Regions from separate parts of the Oryctolagus cuniculus genome. Here regions 2 and 3 are each linked to region 1. The links are chromatin contacts, called in public Micro-C maps. All regions are on one chromosome and are shown on one strand. The core of a region is the stretch at or near the end of the contact, and the rest is flanking DNA. Distances in the headings are between cores, read along the strand shown. Region 1 holds the start of TRMT10A (tRNA methyltransferase 10A). Region 2 holds the start of LAMTOR3 (late endosomal/lysosomal adaptor, MAPK and MTOR activator 3). Region 3 holds the start of DNAJB14 (DnaJ heat shock protein family (Hsp40) member B14).

What was found. A called contact is a pair of places that touch in the nucleus more often than the background predicts.
Region 2: a Micro-C map of ear pinna shows a contact between it and region 1, with 5 times the contacts expected there. The contact joins the promoter of LAMTOR3 here to the promoter of TRMT10A in region 1. A contact is called at or near these places in 3 of 6 Hi-C or Micro-C datasets (ear pinna, psoas muscle and an unstated tissue).
Region 3: a contact with region 1 is called in a Micro-C map of ear pinna, with 14 times the contacts expected there. The contact joins the promoter of DNAJB14 here to the promoter of TRMT10A in region 1. A contact is called at or near these places in 5 of 6 Hi-C or Micro-C datasets (ear pinna, embryonic fibroblasts, psoas muscle and 2 more).

Annotation. Positions count from the first base shown.
Region 1 is chr8:65,773,141-65,776,154 of mOryCun1.1, reverse strand. It overlaps TRMT10A (tRNA methyltransferase 10A), which reads right to left and starts at 1,638. Exons shown (of 8, transcript XM_051820154.2): 1 at 1,484-1,638. It overlaps MTTP (microsomal triglyceride transfer protein), which reads left to right and starts at 1,512. Exons shown (of 19, transcript XM_051820148.2): 1 at 1,512-1,641.
Region 2 is chr8:65,473,553-65,476,736 of mOryCun1.1, reverse strand. LAMTOR3 (late endosomal/lysosomal adaptor, MAPK and MTOR activator 3) reads right to left here and starts at 1,497. Exons shown (of 7, transcript XM_008267568.4): 1 at 1,280-1,497; 2 at 908-953. The coding sequence starts at 916.
Region 3 is chr8:65,416,000-65,419,329 of mOryCun1.1, reverse strand. DNAJB14 (DnaJ heat shock protein family (Hsp40) member B14) reads right to left here and starts at 1,530. Exons shown (of 7, transcript XM_008267567.4): 1 at 878-1,530. The coding sequence starts at 981. H2AZ1 (H2A.Z variant histone 1) reads right to left here. Exons shown (of 5, transcript XM_051820147.2): 4 at 3,120-3,249; 5 at 2,392-2,827. The coding sequence ends at 2,766.

The sequences.
Region 1 (3,014 bases), core at 389-2,888:
CCAGACCCACTGAGACCCAAGTGGAATACAGCAAAAGCGTTTTGTTAGCTAGCTTGATTATAAATTATTGCTCACAGTATACTTTCTTACCAACTCCAACTGTCTACACTAAAACATTTCATTACGTACTAGCTTGTTTGGATTAACTAATAAGCAGTTTGGTATTTTACTAAGTACACTTGCTTTCTGATTATTTTCGTGTGGGCCATAATTTACAAAATCTCCATGCAAAGTGTTCTGTGTTCTTCCCTCACATGCACTGATGCTCATAACGTATTTTCACTCATTAAACCAAGTTTCACGTCTATTTAAGAATGGCATTTTAAAACAATTAAATAGGTGAGAAATTCTACTTTAGCAAACAATTTTTCTAAAATCCCGTGGTGCATTCATAAGAGATAGGGTTTATAAGGCTAAGAACCCAATAGATGACTCAGGCCATTTGCTGTGGATACGATGAATATGTAAAAAATCTTAGCTCACCATTCCCTGGGTTTCCTGTTTCTTAGCAAAGCTTAAGGCTGGATAGACACATCACAAATCAATAAAAGTGAAAAGGTTAAAAACCTTTGCATGAGTTGAAGTGCATGATATAAACCGTCTCGGTAAGTCTCTTCCACAAAGATCCAAACAAATCAAGAATGATTGCAGAATGGGATCAAAGACTTGACAGCGAGAGCGGCGGAATCACCCTTTACAATCTGCAGCAGCGAAAGCTGATGTTTAATTTGGACGAAGGATTGGGACAAAAGGGGTAAAGTTTTTTGTTTTGTTTTGACTAAGAGATGTTTTTACCCTCTTGGCAGCTCTGCAATAAATACTAAAATATTTTTAAAACTCTCAATGTTTAAACTTAGAGGCTTTCAATGGAATAAAGCTAACACCTCTATTTCCTTAAAAATCGTCCTTGGGGCACCACAGCGGGGTTAGCAGCACCTGCGACGACTTCTCCCAGGACTCCGCCACGTTCCCTCAGGGGAAAACTAAGCTAAAGCAGGATTAAAGGAGTGGGCGACTTGCCCCCGTCACTGGCCACAAAGTGGCAGAATCCCAAGTAGTTTTCCGACCCTCCAGGGCCCAGGTCTCCTCCTCTAGTCATCCTTTACAAAATCACGCCCTTACACACTACGGGCTGGCTCCCCACTCTCAGAATACACAACTAACGTAACCCCGCCAAGCCGGGAGGCAGAGCCTCGCCCACTCTGCAGTCCACGCCTCGGACTTGCGCGCCAGCGGACGCGTTCGAGAGGCGGGACTAAGCTGCAACCAGCGAGTCAGAGAGCGGCCACACAGGCCGCGGGGGCGCATACAATCTGACGTCACTTCCTTCCGCAACAGCCGCGCTACTAGCAGTTTCTCGGCCCCACTCCCCTTTCCCCCGGAAGCCCTTGCTGCCAGTCGAGGACAGCATGGCATGCGCTTATTGTGCGTCCAAAGCTATCAAAGAGCAGGCGAAAACCAGCCACAGTTCCCGGAGAGTTACCTTGCTGAGGTGTTGATGGGGAGCAGGAACGCTCGCAGAGATAAGCCTTTCTGGAGTGTTCCTCGACACCGCTCAGGAATCCTCCGTCGGAAACTTCAACTCCCAGAGGCAGGGGCGTGGTGGCGGCTACCGCGGTGGTTACGTCCTACGTCATCGAAGTGCGCCAACTTCGGGCCTGAAATGGGAGAAAGAGGAGGGGTTTAAAGGGGGCGGGCCTGGAGTAAAGAGATTAGGAGTGGGGGGTGGTTACGGTGTGTGTGTGTAGTTCCAGCTTCAGGAGGTAACTGTGTACCTGTGGGCGTATATTCATTTGCATACCCGTTGAAAGGGGACTAAGGTAACCCCTTATAAAAATTGAAAATGGGAAACAGGAAAGGCACTTCTGTGGTAAAGAGGAAAGTGTCTCTTAACTAAATTATTTCTAAAGTATTGGAAGTGTTACCAGTATCCCGTGTTTTTACATAACTGAGGTGGAAATTTAAATTTAAAAAATGAGTCAAATTCACGGTACAGTGGGCTTAAATGTAGAATTCCTCCAAACCTTCTTTGAAAAAGTGGCTTAAGTAAGATAGCCATATACTTTACTCACCATTCATTTCTTGAGCTATTTTTCCTCTGCTGTTTTGCAAAATATCAGGTGACATTTCATTGTTTACAGTGCTTGGCCTTATATAATCTTTTTGCTATATATAGACTGAGTCATCTTGTCCTTTTCTATTTACTTTATTATTTATTTTTCTTGGCCCACTTCTAATAAGTAGTTATTGTAGGCACTGAAGGTTAAGAATGAGATTTGAATCTTTTAGGAGAAGACTACCTTCTGAGTATGGAAAGAAATCTGAAGTATAGTGTGTCTGAAGGCATACTTGAATATGTTTAAAGACTTCCATGAACACAAAGTTAAATTGAAAATTTGAGGTTCTCTAAAAGAATTGGAACTTTCCTGAATTTAGTAAAACAAAAACAAAAACTGAATTCATTCTTGCATTAAACCCTCAAATTTTATTTTAAGAACTGCCAGCTGTCACATTGTTGTGGTACCTCTCTTTCTCTCATCTCAAATCTAAAAGTTCTCTGTTACCTGAGCATTGGCAGTGAAGTCTGGATCCATTTCTGATCCGTTAGTAGGGCATCTTTTTTCAGCTGCCTCCATATCAGGGCAAAGAGTAGCAGAGTGAGGATTAGTAATTGGATATGTAGCCCTTCACATGTAGGTCATTAAATTCAGGCTGGCATCGTGATGTGCCAGATCTTTCGACAGCTGTTCAGCTGCCCCTATGGGATCTTTTTTATAAATAATTATACATTTTTTCCAGAATTAATACCAGGCATCCTTAGATATTTAAAACAAGGTAATTTTTTTAAATCCTCATTTTAACTGTGGAGTCAATTCATTTTCTTTTGACATAGCCATTTAATTTTGTAGTCATATGGTACAAAATTTAAAGATTCTAGAATCAATCCAAAGTAAACACCAAAAAAAAAATTTTTTTTTACCAAAGACTGAAGGCATACAGAAAATTTAAGCAGG
Region 2 (3,184 bases), core at 248-2,747, 300 kb after region 1:
AGTAGCATGTTCTTTTTTTAGCACACTTAAAACACACGGGAGCTGTAAAGTTAGATCACAGTTACCATACTATTTTCTATCTCATGTCTGTGTGCAACTGACAACATATTACAACCACCTTCCCTTGTTCACAGACTTCCCACTATCATTTGAATGATTTTGAGTCAATTAATGAACTTCCCTAAGATTCCATTTCCTAACATGACGAAGCGACTGCGTCAAGTGTTTGGGACTAAAGAAATAGAAGACTATTTTGTCTTATTATGCTCTCTCATCAGGAATTTCACGGACAATCTGGGTATCAATTATGACCTCTACGTGGATAAATCAGGTATCTGTTGTACGGAATCTCTACCCTCTAATATTTCCCAAACCTGAACGTCCATTTTACTTAAAGCTAAATCCACCGGCTTCTGTTGTCATGTTGCCCACACAAAATCTGAATTAATAGCGCCCAAGCGGAATGGGTTTGAAAGCATCCTAAATTGCTGCAATGAACCTAACGAGACATCATGACCACTTCCTGGGAAAAAAGGGTTCTGAGCACATCTCCTAAGTCACCACATATTCCCGGGAAAGGCAACAAGCCACCATTCAGAGTTCCAAGTGGTCAACGCGCAGAGCCTCTCATGGCCCAGGAAGACTGGGCAGGGGACAGAATACAACTTTCTCCACTTCAGGCATCCCAGTGTCCTGCACTCACACTCGAGGCAGCAGCTCAGGACACCGCAAGCCCATTCCTGCCAGTCTCCCGCTCCAGGCCCCAAAGAAAAGAGCTTATTAGGAGGAGGTGGGGAAACCAAAATGAAAACAAACTTCCACTTGGGAAGCTCCACTTCTCCCGGCTCAGAAGCCTCCTCCAAACCCTCGCCCTCCCCTTCCTCTCGTGTAAGGGCTGTCAACTCACATCCGCCATGATGAACCCCTTCCTCCCGCAGGATCAAGCTGCACGCCTGCAAGAGAAACTCCCGGTGACTCTTTCCCTCCAGGCTTCCTCCCCTCCCACCAGCAGCCTCCTAAGCGGGATCAGGCCCAGTCAGGGTGCGACAAGACCGCGCGGTTCTCGGGTTCGGACCAGGGAGATCAAAGGGAGCCGCACTTCCCCAGCCCCGCGACGGGGAGCCAGCCGGGATCGCCTCACCTCAGCCCCCTCCACCCCTGCCCACTTCCCCCAGACAGCTGCGCCCGAAGACGGGGAGAAAGAACGGGCTCGCCCTCTCTTCCGTCTCACCACCTCCCGGGCCCAGGCCTGACCACCGGGCAAAGCGTTGCCAGATACCTGGATTTCTGGGCCGCCGGGTTCTCTCCGCTGTCACTTCAAGCAAAGCTCAGCCAGGTTCCCCTGCAAGGCGCCATCACATGACTCGTGACCCCATCTGTGTCCCAGGAAGCACTTACTACGCGTTGGTGTCCAGGGATACGCAATTTCCGGGGAGGCTGGGGCTGAGCGTGGGAGGGGGAGACCGCGAGCGCCCCGCTCCCCGCCCCGCCCGCCCCGCCGCGAGCCTCTCTTGGCGCCTGCGCGCTGAGGCGCTGTCTAAGGGACGTCGGCTGCGGGACGCTGGTTGCTAAACGCTTCTCGAAAATGTTTGCTCTCGAAGGCTTGTGCCAGAAGACATTCTTTTGCGGCCAGGGTGCATGATTTCTCTAGTTTTTCAGTGACCATACTCTCAAACCGTTTCTTGTGGATGAAAAATTGAGAGAATGGCGTTACAAACGGAGTAGCAGGCACCGAATTGCCAGTAATTAGAAGATCCAGATTGGCTTCTGACCCAATTTTCTAGTCTCTCTCTCTCTTAAAAATTTTTTTTATTCATTTTTATTTATTTGAAGGGTAAAGAGGGCGAGCGTTTCCATCCGTTGGCTCACCCCTCCAAACGGCTACAGGAGCCAGGATGTTAGCAAAGAGCTGGACAGGAGGCAGCGCCAGGACTTGAACCAGGGACTCCCACGTGGGATGCGCGCCTCCCGAGCGGAGGTTGAATCACAATGAGGCCGGACCACAATGCCTGCCTCTTGAATTTCCCATGCTCTCTGACTCAGGACCATATCTAGAAGGAGTAGAGGAGTGCTGTGCTTCCTGGAGTCAAGGATGCACCTCGGGCAGACAGGGAACTACCCTCTTTCATTGCTTATTGACGGGCAGATGTGCCTTTTAAGGGCTGCCTGTGCTTTTTTTTTTAGTTCGTACCTTGATTGCACATTTAACAAAAGCCCACAGCAGGTGGTAAGGAGTATTAGGAAACAGTAGAAGTGGGGACTCTCCAGTCACCCTAGCCCGAGGTTTCTCAACTTCTGCACTAAGATTTTCCATCACGTGATTCTTTGTTGTAGGGGTTGCACTGTGCATCACAACCTGTGTAGCAACATCCCTCTCTGGCCTTGGCCAGCTAGATTCTAGTAACAAACTTCCCTTATGACAAACCCTCTGGGAGCAAAATCACACCTTAGCTGAGCGCTGCCTCGGCCTCTCTGAGGAAAAACTTAAGCTCCTTGCTTTAGTTGCAGATTTTTTCAGATCTCATTTATTCAAAACAGAAGAGTGCACCTTGGAAAATGAGATCTATGGACACTTATTAATCTTCATTTTCGGTCTATAAAAGTGGGAGTGCAGAAGGAATTAACTTCTAGCCCAAGACGTGAGGGAAAGTGTTGGATACTTATTTACTGTTCTCTTTGAGAGGATAAAACTGAAATTGGAGCTCCACAAGTGACCTCCCAATCATTATAAATGAACTTCAACAGTTCCATAGCAACTGACATTACTGAAGATCAATTTCTTTTCTTTATTTAAACTCCTGTGTCTCATCTTCTGGGACGCTGCAGATACCACTCGCTCCAGCCTCCGAACTCTGCAGAAGATGGTATTTCTCTAGACCGTCCGTTTTCCCCAGTGATGTTTTTCTCTTTCTATGGTGCCCTGAGAATGGCAGTACTAAACCTGCACCTTTCATCTGTGTTCTAGGTTCACATTTTCAGCCGCCTGTTGTTCCTTCCAAATCTCAAAACGCTACTATGCCTTCAAAATGAAAGAACGGCAGGATTTCTAGTTTACAGTGCGGTGACTTTTGAATTACGAGAAGTTAATGGGAGACTTCCGTATGTACTCGAACTATTTGCATCAATTCATTAGTATTATGACTGTTAGCATAGGACCAGGAAAAATAGTGATTGGCCTAAAAAA
Region 3 (3,330 bases), core at 281-2,780, 360 kb after region 1:
GTAACCTCAGGTAAGATATTTTCATTCATTCATTCACTCACTCATTCATTCATCCAAAACCCTGTTCTCACAAGAGTCAACCTGTTCCAGTGAATCCTGTACCTCTATATAGGATCGTTCTGAGGAGTCAATATAAAAAGCCAGGAACAACTCTTGGCACTTGAGTAAGTGTTCTTAGGTTGGCCATTATTACTCTGAAGCCTAGAAAGTAGGGCAATGAACAAGGTGAATGGAACTAAGCGAAGTCCAGGATCCCACCAAGGAAATTCGTCTAATTCATCAGTAATTATCAAATCAGACACCGTTTAGCAACTCATTCTGACTCCTGCTCATTCGTGCCACCTGTAAAAGACCCCTCTGTCTGCCTCCTACGGAAAAGCAATGTCATCTCAGGTACTCGGAAAGGTTGGCTTTGGGAACAGTTTTTCTAGAGAACCCAGAGACAGCGGCGCCTGCGGTGGGCCGGGAGAGTTCCCTGTTCCCCACTTCATTAGGGGCCTAGGCCTAATTCGGCGGTGAGGATGGCGGGGCCCGGGGGGCTGGGGGAGGCGGGGGCAGGGCCAGGCCATCTCAGGCGTCCGAATGTCAAGCCCCGCTCTGGAAAGGCAGCACGGGTCTCCGGCACGGACGGAAGGGGCCTCCGAGGCTGACAGCTCCCGCCCGCCGCCTGCGCACCGGCGTCCCGCGGGCAGGCTGGTGCAGAGGGAGTCCGGGGCAGCGCCGCCGAGGCGGGCGGGCCCCGGCTGGGCCGGGACGCCGGACTCCGGGGCCCGGCGGCGGGGTAGCCAGCGCGGGGGCCGCGCCGGCTGCGGGGGTCGCGGGGGCGGGCTGCGCGCTGGCCCCAGCGATGGGGAGGGGAGGGCCACCCAGGTCTCACCGCGGGCCGAGGGCAGAGGGTACAGCTTCTCGGCCTTCTGCAGGAAGCGCTGGGCCTTCTCGCGGTTGCCGGCATTCAGCGCCTCCCGGGCGATCTCCACACATTTCTCTGCCTCATCCCGGTTCCCCTCCATGGCTTGCGCCTGCTTCCGTTTCCTCCGGTAGCGCAGCGACGAGGGGCGGAAGCCGCCGCCGCGGAGGAGGTGAGGCCGGCCCGGCTTGGGGCGTGCGGTGGCAGGCGGGAGGAGCGCAGGGGACCGCGGCGGCGGCGGCGGCGGCGGCCCGGGCGGACGCGCGGGCCTCGAGCTCCGCCTCCTCACGGCGGCCTCCCCGCCCCCCGCGGGCCGCTACGGCGCGAGCCGCATCCTTTCCGGCCCCGGACCGAGCTGCGGGCCGTCCCGGCGGTCGGTGCGCGGCGCCCGCAGGACCCGGGCCGACCAGCCCGGCCGCCGCCGCGGGGAGGGGTTCCGCCGGGGCGGGGACCCGGCCGTCCGTCCGTCCGTCCGCCTCGGCAGCACCGCGCCCCCCGACCTCCCGGCGCGGCTCGCGCCGACGGGAGCCCGCCCTCGGCCGGGGAATGGAGTAGGGGGCCGCTGGTCGGGAGGAAAATTCCCAGGCCCCGGCGGCCCCGCCCCCGGCCCCGCGGCCCGGGACGCGGTGGTCAGGTGAGAACGCGCTGTCTGCCCAAACTCGGCGCTTCCGGCGCTCATGGAGAGCCCTTTGACTCCAAGCCCGGGGCTTATCTCACTGCCTCGTTTCTGCTGCATTCTCCTGACCTAGATGGCTCGCGACCGAATGGGCGGGGGGGGGGGGGGATACAAACTAGCTTAAGTCCAAGTTTGCCAATTATGTCAGTGAAAAGCAGCCATAATCCCGCGAGGCCAAAATAACGCAGGAACCAGTCCTTTCGTTCAGGTAACATCACTACTGGGAAGTATGTGGCCTGCGGGTCTCCTCTTTGGGGGGGAGGGAGGGACACTTAACGCCCGGTATTATTCACAATCCCTCAAAACGGAGAAAGACCAGATGTCCGAAGGATCCACTTAGTCCCACTGCAAGGTAAATTTTGACGTGGAGTCAACCTTCTGCCATGTTAGCTACTTAACCGGGACCTGTCAAAGAAATCTTTCATGAAATGGGAAGAGTTCATCCTCACGCATGTCAGAGCGCCTGGCACCCAAAGCACAGTGACACCTTCCAAATCATTCTGTGCAGGTGCAAGCCCACCAAGGCGGCCGCGCGCCAGAGCAGTGCTGTCACTGCGGCACAGCCAGGGTGAACGCTCAGCTCACTTGGTCCCTGGTCCCAGGAAACCCTAACCATCTCCAGCTCCTGCAGAACTTCTGAGAAATTCATAGCACATTATGGTGTAACACTACCTTGTACCCGGTATCTGACCTTTGTCGATCTACAGGTTAACAGTTTAATTTCTACAGAAGAAATGTGCCTAGTTACTGCTGGACCACAGTCAAAACAAGTTTCCATTACAAGCAAGCAAATTTAAAACACAACTAGTTTGGGAGATGACCTTTATTGAGCTTATCCACCTAAGTGGAAATAATGTCTGTACAAAACCAAATGTTTGTTACTATAACTTCTGCATCACAATTAAAATCCAAACAGTTTTTTAAAAACAGTCAACTCAATCAAAACCCACTACTTCAGAATCAATAGCTTCTTTGAAGCCACAGTAACACTTAAATATGGTTAAGACTTGAATGCAGAAATTTGGTTGGTTGGAAAGCTAATTAAACTTCCAACTTGCTCAAATAGAATTACAAAAAGGCAAAATTGTGTTTTTCACAGAGATACAGTCCACTGGAATCACCAACACTGGACAGTTGTTAGAGTATTTAGAGTCCTGAGATAACAAGGAATCCAGGCATCCTTTAGACAGTCTTCTGTTGTCCTTTCTTCCCAATCAGAGACTTGTGGATGTGTGGAATGACACCTAGGAGAGTGACAGATAAATTCTACTTTTAATGTAAGTACTTTCAAAACCACACAGTACTTTGAAACCAAGGCATTTTACGCTTCAACGTGCAAGATCTTTCAAAAAAATGTGAAGCTCAAAATACCAAAAACCCATTGAGTTGTTTACATAAACCAAATTTCATGACCCAGCCATACTGCATCAATGAAAACATTCTCAAATGCCCTCTGCTAGACTAAAATCTAATAGGAGTTAGAAGCCAAGGGTTTCTGTCCTCCGAATAAGGAAGAAAACCAACTTTATTACATACCACCACCAGCAATTGTAGCCTTGATGAGCGAGTCCAATTCTTCATCTCCACGAATAGCAAGTTGCAAATGACGAGGGGTAATGCGCTTTACCTTTAAATCTTTTGATGCATTTCCTGCCAGTTCAAGTACCTACAAGGCAGACGCTCATCAATCGCCTTTGACCAAGGTGCAAGGGCAGAATCAAAGCTTAAGGAACAGGAATCTGCCAGG